Regions from separate parts of the Mus musculus genome. Here region 2 is linked to region 1. Evidence: chromatin contacts called from public HiChIP or PLAC-seq data. All regions are on one chromosome and are shown on one strand. The core of a region is the stretch at or near the end of the contact, and the rest is flanking DNA. Distances in the headings are between cores, read along the strand shown.

The links. HiChIP or PLAC-seq counts read pairs in DNA pulled down with a chosen protein or histone mark.
Region 2: a contact with region 1 is called in an H3K27ac HiChIP or PLAC-seq map of regulatory T cell precursor, with 7 times the contacts expected there. The contact joins the promoter of Ptger1 here to the enhancer-like site in region 1. A contact is called at or near these places in 5 of 115 datasets of contacts at active chromatin or transcription factors (bone marrow-derived macrophages, double positive thymocytes, fetal liver and 2 more) and 1 of 9 other capture datasets (liver).

Annotation. Positions count from the first base shown.
Region 1 is chr8:84,195,540-84,201,426 of GRCm38.p6, forward strand. No RefSeq gene overlaps it. Among named protein-coding and RNA genes, the nearest start is that of Mir23a, 10 kb to the right of the region's middle. Within about 2 kb of position 3,007, at least 432 of the 459 cell types and tissues checked have an H3K27ac peak or open chromatin away from gene starts, as enhancers often do. A contact at or near this core is called in bone marrow-derived macrophages, double positive thymocytes, fetal liver and 3 more, where this site is marked.
Region 2 is chr8:83,664,809-83,670,217 of GRCm38.p6, forward strand. Ptger1 (prostaglandin E receptor 1 (subtype EP1)) reads left to right here and starts at 1,836. Exons shown (of 3, transcript NM_013641.3): 1 at 1,836-2,108; 2 at 3,071-4,038; 3 at 4,459-5,297. The coding sequence starts at 3,088. The coding sequence ends at 4,725. Pkn1 (protein kinase N1) reads right to left here. Exons shown (of 22, transcript NM_177262.4): 22 at 4,954-5,409. The coding sequence ends at 5,357.

The DNA of each region.
Region 1 (5,887 bases), core at 1,757-4,256:
CTCTTCCAAAGGTCCTGAGTTCAATTCCTAGCAACCACATGGTGGCTCACAACCATCTGTAATAGGATCTGATACCCTCTTCTGGTGTGTCTGAAGACAGCTACAATGTACTCATATAAATAAAACTAAATAAATCTTTAAAAAAAAGAAAGAAAGAAAAAACATAAAGAAATTAATGTAATCCCAGCACTTGGGAGGCAGATTTCTGAGTTCGAGGCCAGCCTGCAGTGAGTTCCAGGACAGCCAGGGCTATACAGAGAAACCCTGTCTAAAAAAAAAAAAAAAAGAAAGAAAGAAAGAAAGAAAGAAAGAAAGAAAGAAAGAAAGAAAGAAAGAAAGAAAGAAATGAGTGAATGAATGAATGAATTAAAGAAAAGTTCATGCTGGGTATGTGGTGCACACCTTTAATGTCAGCACTTAGGAGGCAGAGGTGCAGGTGGACCTCTGAAGTTCAAGGCCAGTCTGATCTACAGAGTGAGTTCCAGGAGAGCCAGGTTTACATAGTGAGACCCTGTCTCAAAAACTACATTAATTACAATTAAAATAACACAAAAAGCTCTTCCAGTTACATCTGAATTTAGGATTCAGAGTAAATTGGTTTAGTATAACTTTTTTAAAAGATTTATTTATTTTATGTATATTTGTACATTGTCGCTGTCTTCAGACACACCAGAAGAGGGCATCGGATCCCATTACAGCTGGTTGTGAGCCACCAGGTGGTTGCTGGGAATTGAACTCAGGACCTCTGGAAGGGCAATCAGTGCTCTTAACCACTGAGCCATCTCTCCAGCCCTTAGTATAACTTTTTGTGTTTGTTTAGTATATTACACGAGACATAGTTACATATTTTGTTGTTATTGTTGTTTCTTCAAAATTGATCCATGATGTAGCTCTGTAAAACCAGGCTGGTCTTGAACTTAGAGATCAGCTTGCCTCTGCTTCCCAAGTGCTGGAATTAAATGCTTGGATCAAACTCACATTTACATACTTAATTAAAAAAAAAAGCTATCCTAAAACGATACTTTGGCTGGGCCTGTAATTCCACCACTTGGAAGGCTAAGGATGAATACCAGAGGTTTTAGGGGAATCTAAGCTATGTACTGTACTGAGTTCCAGTACTGTACTGAGTTCCAGCCTGGGCTACATCAGGAGATGCTGGCTTCCAAACATGCCCTTCCAGACCAGCAAAACAAAAATTCCACTGTGTTATTTATTTATTTATTTATTTATTTATTTATTTATTTATTTATTTATTTATTTCGAGACAGGGTTTCTCTGAGTAGCCCTGGCTGTCCTGGAACTCACTTTGTAGACCAGGTTGGCCTCGAACTCAGAAATCTGCCTGTCTCTGCCAGGGGAATCTAAGCTATGTACTGTACTGAGTTCCAGTACTGTACTGAGTTCCAGCCTGGGCTACATCAGGAGATGCTGGCTTCCAAACATGCCCTTCCAGACCAGCAAAACAAAAATTCCACTGTGTAATTTATTTATTTATTTATTTATTTATTTATTTATTTATTTATTTCGAGACAGGGTTTCTCTGAGTAGCCCTGGCTGTCCTGGAACTCACTTTGTAGACCAGGTTGGCCTCGAACTCAGAAATCTGCCTGTCTCTGCCTCCTAAGTGCTGGGATTAAAAGCGTAAACCACCACCGTCCGGCAACCGTGTACTTTTTAAATCAAACACATCTACATGCTTTGTGGTCTGGATACCCCCACTTGGGAGGCGGGTATCAAGCCCAGGAGCTAAAGTCATTTAATTGGCTTTGGCCAAAACCTGGGGTCCCTCCCTGAACCTGGCAGCAGCCAATGGAAGTGAATCTGTTCCCATTTTACAGGTTAGGTGAGGCCCGGGAGTGAGAAACGGGTTATCACTTAAAAGTACGTGGGTGATGGGTTTGGCGGGTACAGCGGGCCTGGTCCTCCCTGTCCCTGCTCCGGTTGTTGCCTGCTCGCTTGTTTTACCTCCTCCGGCAGCCGGCGACAGGAAGTGCACGCGTGGGAGCGGCCCAGGCGTCCGCTCAGTTCCCTTGTCCGGACCCATCTCCCAGAGGCCTGGGACAGGGATCCCCAGCTCCAGCCTCGGGACCCCCTCGCCGAGCCCCGCCCCTGCCATTGTTTACTCCGCAGCCGACTCCAGGAAACTTTGCTCGCCCGCAGTAATTTTATTTGGGAAAGTCGGGCGGTTGCCATAGCAACCCCACTGACGTCAGAGGGGCTGGGGCCCGAAATCCCCCGGAAGGGAGGGGGTGTTGAGGAGGGGAGACCCCGAGAAAGGCGCTCTTTAACCCTGTGCGCTCCAGCGCCTCATGGCCGCCCACAACGAAATTTGACATCTTAAGCCGCTTACTCCCTCCTTCCCCCTGCCCCGGCTTCACGTTAGCCCTGGTGCTGGGCTAGGTCTGGGGCCACTCCTGTGTCACCCACCCCAACAGCGCCCTGGTAACTACCTATCCCATAGGCCATTCCTGTGTCACCCAACCCAAGAACGCCTTGGCAACCCAACCCTAACAGGCCCTGGTAACTACTCATCCCTGGGGCCACTCCTGTGTGTCACCCACCTCAATAGCGCTCTGGTAACTACCCATCCTGGGGTCACCTCCGTGTCACCCACCTCAACAGCGCCCTGGTAACTACTCATCCCCGGGGCCACTCCTGTGTGTCACCTATCCCAACTGGTAGCTACCTATCCTTGAGGCCACTACTGTGTCACCCACCTCAACAGAGCCCTGGTAACTACCCACCTTGGGGCCATGAATGGCAACCCAACCCTGTAGCGACTCTGGCAACACTGTTCATCTCCAGGGGACCCCTCTAAGTGGCAAATTGCAGGCCATACTGCCCTACACTAGGCCCCATACCGGCAGCTGAATGACAGAGCTGGGCGCCCTCCCCGGATGCGGGGGAGCGGCAGTGCCCCAGCGAGGGGGCAGGGATCTGGTGGGCCCGGGACAGTCCACAACACAGTCGGTCGCCACGGCGACAGGAGGCGGGCTGCCTGACGGCCTGAGGCGCTAGCCGCCAGCCAGTGGGGAGGAGCCTCCCTAACCGCAGTGACGTGGGGCCTCCCTGTTTGATGTCTCTGTGCTGCGTTGCCATGGGGCCCGGGGCGCTCTACGTGTGTGCCCGGGTGACCTGTGGGGCGACCTTCAGACCTAACAGGGTCCCTTGACACAGCCCTCCCCCACTCCACCAACCTGGTGCTGGTGGGATCTAAGATGTTCCACTTCCTGTGGGGCAGAGCATGACAGAACCAGCTGTGTGTGTGTGGTGTGTGTGTGTGTGTCTATGTATCTTTGTGTGTGTGTGCCTACACAATATGGTCTCACCCTGTTCTAGGCCTCCCCATTTTCTTCCCTGATCAAAAAGTTAATAGCTAAGTTTAGTGAGCTGAGGTCCTGCTGGCTCTTCTATTGGTGCTAGGGGACAGATAATGAGGGTCAGGGCAGTCGCCAGGGTCTGCGAGTTGTTGCCTGAGCATCAGTTCACTCACTGGTGAATGGATGTTTCCAGGCCACGTGTGATGGTGCAGGTCTGTCATCGCAGTGTTGGGGAAACTGAGGCAGGAGGCTCATGAGTCTTAACCAGTAGAGCCTGGGCTACACAGACTGTCTCAACAAAGCAAAATGGAATGAAAAATAAAGTGTCTACAGAAAACAGATGAGGTGTTGGCACTCTGCATCTGAGGGCAGGTTGATGAGGTCTCTGAGGGGCACAGAGAGGGCACCCCCGGAGGTTGGCTTGAGCCTGAGTAAACGCCTGAGTGTACACAGGTCTTGGACTTGTGTGCTCTGTCTGTCTCTCTCCCTTTTTCCCTCCCTCTCTCTAATTCTCTGCCTTTATATATCTTTTTCTTTCAAATTTTGAGGCATGGTCTCATAGAGTCCAAGCTGGCCTCAAACTCACCAAATAGCCCAAGGATGGCTTTGAACTCCTGACCCTGCTGCTTCTACCTTCTAGACAGGATCACGCTCTGCAGCACGGGTTGACATTTAACCTGTGATTTTCCTGCCTCAGCTTCTGAAGTGCTGGGCTAATAAGCTCAGAACCTAACTTTTTTGTCCTCATTTAAAGTGCTCAGGGGGCCATGAGGCCGTCTCTCCCATCTTCCAGGGCTTGCCCAGAGTTGGAGAATTCTGTGCCACTCCAAATCCTCCCCTGGGGCCCCAACGGGGTGGGCCTCCTTTCCCTCCTGCCCTAACCTGTCAGATCTTGCACTCTGGGCCAGCCTGCCTGTTGGGCCCCACATGGGAAGGAAGCTGCAGAGTCCCCAAGACTTGGGCCTCTGGGCTGATGGCTTGGTTCGGCTTCATCCCACACTCACACCAAAGTTCGAGAGAGTGCAGAACTAAACCACTAGTCGGTTGGGTCCTTAGCTGAAGAAGTGACCAGAGGTCACAGGTCCCTCCAGTGCTCTACCTGGCATGTGCTGGGTCACCCCTCTCCCCTAGTCTTATTCAAAGGGGAGGTGTCCCCTTCTCGCCCACAGGATGGGGACTCCGTGGCAGTATATGGAAATGTTGGGAGTGGTTGGAGAAAACTGCCCCGAGAGCAATAGCCACCCAGTTCTGGGAAGGCCCAGCCCGTGCTGTGCAGAAAGATGGTGTTCAGTGTGGGCTGGGGTCCACCCGCCTCTGTTCTGCCCTGCAGAGGGCCAAGTAGCAGTCCAACATGCCCAAGGAGGTTGGCGTGGCCACAGAGGGCACCCTGCCCCTCCTTGGCTGGGTTTTGTTCCTGGCCCCCTACCTGGGCACCAGGCCAGGCCCTGAGGCAGGGCCCCGTCCAGGGGAACAATACCACCGTGTTCCTGATGGTGGAGGGGAGGCCTTAAGGATGAAGAGGGAGAGACATGCACAGAAAAAGGGAAGGATGGAGTTGGGGGAGGGGGCTCTTTCTCAGGGATATACCCGTAACTGTGGAGTCTCCCAGAGGTCCCCGGTGGGTGGTTGGGGGAGGGTGCCCGGAAGCCTGGAAAGAGGAGGGGCGCAGACTCAGGGGTCACCTAGCCTAGAATCAGAAAATCTTGTCCACAGCAGCAAGAGGGGATTGGGTGAGATAAAAGGAGGGACTTCCTAGACTGGAGAAGGTGCAGTAGAAGTGAAGATTCCTGTTTGGCAGGACCCACCCCCCCCAGAGTACCCAGGCCCATGCCCATTCCGGATATGGAGAAAGTTGGGCCTGAGTTGGGGGACAGACTAGTGAGCGTGGGGCGGGCCGCCTCGGGGGCACATGACGGCGGCGCCCGCCCCGCCCCGCGCCCGCCCCCTGCCCGGCCGTGGGGGGAGGAGACGCGGAGGTTTTAAAGGCGATCTGGGCCGGCCGGCGGGGTGGGGCGCGGCCGGCGTCGTCTCGCCCGCGCGCAGCCCGGCTCCCCTCCCCCGCGGGGAATTGGGGTCCGACTCGGGAGAGACTCGCGGGGCGCGGGCGGCGACAACTTTCCCGCGCGGCCCGGGGAGCAGAGAGGGGGCCGTGACCGCCTGTCCCGGGAGGCAAGCACTGGATCTGGCTGCGGGCGACAGCAGGTAGACTTACGGGGCCGAAGGCCTGACCCCGGCGTGGTGCAGCGCCGAGGCCACAGCCCTTGGTCTTGACGAGAGGCCTGCTGCTGTCTTGTGCTAGCCCCAGGCTGACCTCTAGATTCGCAGGCCACCGAACCCCTCAGCTGTGCGTGACCTTCCAGCCTGCCAGGCCCCACTGACCACTTGAGTGTCTAGGAAGTGCCTTGGCTCCCTGTACCTGTCCCCTTCCCAGCCAGCAGCAGCTGCCCGCCTCTGGCAGGGTGGCCTGAGAAGGTAAGTCTGGGGGCTGGACCACCCTGGCCCCGAGGCTGCCCCAGCCAGCCCAGCTCAAAGCCGGCACGCCCGGCAGGTGCGCAGGCTTCCAGGCG
Region 2 (5,409 bases), core at 586-3,085, 530 kb before region 1:
TCTTGACACCAGAAATGCAGAATGGCAATAATGCCTTCCCTTGGGCATCTCCCACCTGAGGGGAGCCCTCTCAGTTGGGGTCTGTTACCTCCCATTTGAGTGGACACTGCTGTGAACCCCGGTTCCTTGTCTTTAGACAATGAGGAGGGAGGGGGAGGGAGGCAGTGGGCTTTTGTGTCCACACACCCTCTCTTGGATATAGAGATTTTACTCTGGGAGCTGTTTGGCTCTGGGGAAGGAGGGGTGGCCAGGGAAAGAATGCAGCAGCTGAAATCTATCTCCTGGATTCCAAATTGAATTAGGAATTGGCTGCCCTGCTGCCCCCTCCCCCTGGCTGGAGGCCGTCAAGCTTCCAGGCAGTGCTGGAGTTTCTGGCTGGCTTGGGGTTCAGACCTGGTTCCCCACTCACCCAGGCCTCACATATGCTCCTCTTGTGTGAGAGCCCCCGTGTGTGGCAGCAAGGCCTGTTGCCCTGTTACCCTAGTTGTACTCAGGGGACAGGCATCCATGGCACAGTGCTTCACAGAGATGTAAACCTGCCAAGCTTGTTTTGACAGTCCATTTCATCCTAGGATTTAAGGAGATCAAGGAAAGGGTGGGGTGGGACCCTGGCCAGACTTGGGGAGAGGGGAGGCAATTGGAACAAGGGGAACCAGGCCAGAGGTCTCTCTCCAGCAACCATAGGAATGTTTGGGGTAAGCCCAGCAGAGATGCTGCAGGAAGGCTGAGTGGTACTGGTTCCCTGGTACCAGGCAGGAGATGGGTATCCTGGATATAGGACAGAAGCCCTGCAGATGGCTACTTGCTATCCCTGATCACAAGCCCATTTTCAGTACTGATAGTAGAACCCAGGGCTTCATACATGCTAAGGATGTGCTCTGTCACTGAATTGTAGCCCAGGTCCTATACTGGGGTCTCGCATGTCTGCTGGGAGCAGCTGGGACCATGTGTAGTGGGTGGTTGGTAGCCAGGTTGAACCAGAGCTGTGATTATTGTGGGTAAGCCTTGGGTGCAGTGAGTTTCAGGGAGCTGTGTTCAGTGTGTGCATGGGTCTCTGGTGTATTCTTTCTTTTTTTTGGGGGGGGGGATTCAGGATAAACAGGCCTTAGAGATGTGATTATGTGTCTCAGGACAAGTTCTCGGGGTCCATGGGCATTGGTTTAAGGGAGACTACATCAGGAGGTGTGCTCTGGGGCTGGGAACAGACTTACAGTGACAGTGAGATTTACACCCAGTGCTGAGGTAAGCATCAGTTTCATATGGGGGAGGGGGGATAGATGTTACAGTCAGCAATGGTGAGTGCTATCCAGTGTTTACTCCCCATTATGACTAAGCTGACAGTGGCTGCATGTGTGCCCCTTTTCAAGACAGAAGGTGAGACATAGCTATGGATGCAGGGTGCCCTATGAATTGCCTACCTCCCCATAAGGCAGGATACAGATGATAGCCTGGCTCCCCTGAGTCATTTAGCCACCTCTCTTCACCTAGGATGACTCCCTGTTGCCCTGGTCTAGGCTGCCCACCTCTGCCCAACTGTGACAACCATAAAGGCAAGGGTAGGAGGCATTGCTAGCTCCCATCACACCCAGGCAACTCCCAACCCCTCAAGTCCAATGAGGACAACACTCCTCCACACACACACTCACTCTCCTGCCCCCCCCCGCCCCCCACGGGAACTCATAGCCCTTCCAGCCTGCCCCAGGCGATGCTCACATTTTCCAGTGTTTAGATTTTATCCACTTTATTAATGAGGCGGGCAAGAGGCCCGGGTGAGGGTGTGGGGGTTTGCTCCTGCCCCGCTGAGAGGAGGGGGGTCACAGAGACCAAACCAATTCAGAGAACCTCAGTCCTTGGCGGGAAGGAGCTGGGCCCAGTTGCCCTGACTGTTGCCAGCAGTTTTGCCCACTCAAGGCTCCCAGCCCCAGAGAGCAGACATGCATGGGGTGGAGCAGCCCCTGGAGGCCAGTGAAGTGCGGGTGGAGGCGGCACGGAGCCGAGGAGCCGCCCCAGGAAGAGGGAGCGGCCTGCCGGGAGCCAGGGAGTAGCTGGAGCAGGCAGCAGGAGCCAAGTTCCAGGCCATGGGGACCCTGCATCCTGAGCAGCACTGGGTAAGAAGCTGGGACATTGAGGATAGCAAGCCAAAGAAGGCTAGCTATAGCCCTCCTGCTCTCTTGCTGTTTAATGGCTCTCAGTCCTAGGCTGTCCATCTCCTCTCAACTAGAGAATGGGCAAGCCGGGGGCGGTTCAAATAGGGGTATGGGATGGGCATCTGAATGAGGCAATGCCAGACTGGTGAGAGATTGCCATGGAGACAAGAGAGGGCAACAGAGATGGGATTCTGGAAAAGAGCTGGGCCCATGGGATCTGAGAGCACCATAGAGTTCAGAGATGGGTTCGGGGTAGCAGGGGTCTGTGGGGACAGAGAGGACCACGGAGACCAGAGATGTGGCATAGAGGCCTTGGGGCACAAGAACGGGTCTATAGGTGTAGAGATGGGTTGTTTGGGGAAGAGATCTAACTGCAGATTGGATCAGTCTCTGGAGACAGGCACACGGCCATTGGAAGAGATGAACTATAAGTGGTGGCGTTGTTGGAACAGGGACATCAAGGACAGAGTTAAAAGGTGACCAAAGCTAGTTGTGGTGTGAGCCTTTAATCCCAAGACACAGGAGGCATAGGCAGGTGGATCTTTTGAATTTAAGGTTAGCCTGGCCAGTTCCAGGGCAAGCCAAGGAGACTTCTGAAAACGGAGAGATGGGCAGGCAGACACGAAAGTGGAAATTGGGATCAGAAATGGGCAAGGGTCTATCCCATGGGATCATGGACCAGGAAACTGATGGGGTGGAAACGTGGAGGTGGGGGTGGGGTGGAGATGAGACTAGATACCCGGGACCCGTGCCAGGTCAGTCAAGACCCCCAGCAGATACGAGGGCAGAATGAAGCCAGACACGAGATGGGGCCAGTGACAGGTGAATAGGATCTGAAATGGAGCAGCTAGGGTCATGTGGCGGTGCCCTGGGCACAGAAGGTTGGGACCCTACCTCACTGTGCCCTCTTCTTATCTACGCAGCCCTCTTGGCCACTGATATGAGCCCCTGCGGGCTTAACCTGAGCCTAGCGGATGAGGCAGCAACGTGCGCAACACCCAGGCTCCCCAATACATCTGTGGTGCTGCCAACAGGCGATAATGGCACATCACCAGCGCTGCCTATCTTCTCCATGACGCTGGGTGCTGTGTCCAACGTGCTGGCGCTGGCGCTGCTGGCCCAGGTTGCAGGCCGAATGCGGCGGCGCCGCTCGGCTGCCACCTTCCTGTTGTTCGTCGCCAGCCTGCTTGCCATCGACCTAGCAGGCCATGTGATCCCGGGCGCCCTGGTGCTTCGCCTGTATACTGCGGGGCGTGCGCCTGCTGGAGGGGCGTGTCATTTCCTGGGTGGCTGCATGGTCTTCTTCGGCCTGTGCCCACTTTTGCTTGGCTGTGGCATGGCCGTAGAGCGCTGTGTGGGTGTCACGCAGCCACTGATCCACGCGGCGCGCGTATCTGTGGCCCGCGCACGCCTGGCACTAGCCGTGCTGGCTGCCATGGCTTTGGCAGTGGCGCTGCTGCCACTGGTACACGTGGGTCGCTACGAGTTACAGTACCCTGGCACCTGGTGTTTTATTAGCCTTGGGCCTCGTGGAGGTTGGCGCCAGGCGTTGCTTGCCGGCCTCTTCGCCGGCCTTGGCCTGGCCGCGCTCCTTGCGGCATTAGTGTGCAATACGCTCAGCGGCCTGGCGCTCCTCCGTGCCCGCTGGAGACGGCGTCGCTCTCGACGATTCCGAAAGACCGCAGGTCCCGATGATCGCCGGCGCTGGGGATCTCGTGGACCCCGCTTGGCCTCCGCCTCGTCTGCCTCATCCATCACTTCAGCCACAGCCACCCTCCGCAGCTCTCGGGGCGGCGGCTCCGCGCGCAGGGTTCACGCACACGATGTGGAAATGGTGGGCCAGCTCGTGGGCATCATGGTGGTGTCGTGCATCTGCTGGAGCCCCCTGCTGGTGAGGGGCGCAGTCGCTCCTCAAGCCAAACTCTTTTCTGCCCCCTCCTGGGCTCTGCCTCCTGAAGACCCTGCCTGCAGACAAAGCCTGCCCCTCTGCTATCCGGGACCCTTTTCTTCACTCTCTTTAGGATCTCTGTAAATAGTCTCACACACTCAAGCCTTTCACTTTCTACATCCCTCCGCTCCATCCATTCATAGCCTTTTTCCTTCCCAGCTTGTTGACCTTAGAGTCGTATGTGTGTTGTAATACTGGGTCTTCTCTAGCCGGACTCTCCGCAATCTCTGATGACCTTTGCTTAGTCACTCTCCTTCCTGCACAGATCCTATTTGTCCTGCATGGCTCGCCCCGGCATCCTGACCCTCCACCCCACCCCTTCTCTCCGGCGGGCTCCACTGCTCACACCTGCTTCTCTCGCAGGTGTTGGTGGTGTTGGCCATCGGGGGCTGGAACTCTAACTCCCTGCAGCGGCCACTCTTTCTGGCTGTACGCCTCGCATCGTGGAACCAGATCCTGGACCCATGGGTGTACATCCTGCTGCGCCAGGCCATGCTGCGCCAACTGCTTCGCCTCCTACCCCTGAGGGTCAGTGCCAAGGGTGGTCCAACGGAGCTGGGCCTAACCAAGAGTGCCTGGGAAGCCAGTTCACTGCGTAGTTCCCGGCACAGTGGTTTCAGTCACCTCTGAATGTGCCCAGAAGCTAAGTCAAACCATTCTGGGCTGGGCTCAAGGGTATAGAGTCTCAAACTCAGTGTGCCTAGGGCGCTGCGTCCTGTGGGTCCACAACACTGTCACCGCACAGGGGTGAAAGAGGCTCCACTGGGGACGAGTACAGTTCTAACGATGGTCACGCGATGGCCCAGATACATGGGATGCTCGAAACACCAGAGGTGGGACTCCCCAGGCCAACAGCTTGAAGAGCATGCGCACAGCGCCGCAACCTTAGTTCTAAGATTCGGGCTCTCCATAAATAGAGCAAAGTTTTGGATTCACTTCCCATCTCTGTCACCACCCCAATAGACTCTTGCAAGCGTCTATCCCAAACTATCCCAAGAATCTCAACACCTTCTACCCACACGGCCTTAAAACCCCAATGCTCTCCAACATACCCCTAAGCCCACTACTGCATGTTCCCATCTTGACCTTTCAAATGTGCCCCATCAGTCCTGCCCCCAAGAGTCTGCCTTGCCTCTGTCACCTGCTCCAAGCACACTCCAGTCCAGATGCACACAGAGGCTGAAAATGCATGTATGGAGTAAACCCCAAAGGCTTGTTTTTTAAAAAATCAAGAACTCTTGGGTAAGGCAGGGGCTTGGGGCTAGTAGCCTCCGGCCACAAAGTCGAAATCCCGGAAGGCTGCCTGCTCCGCAG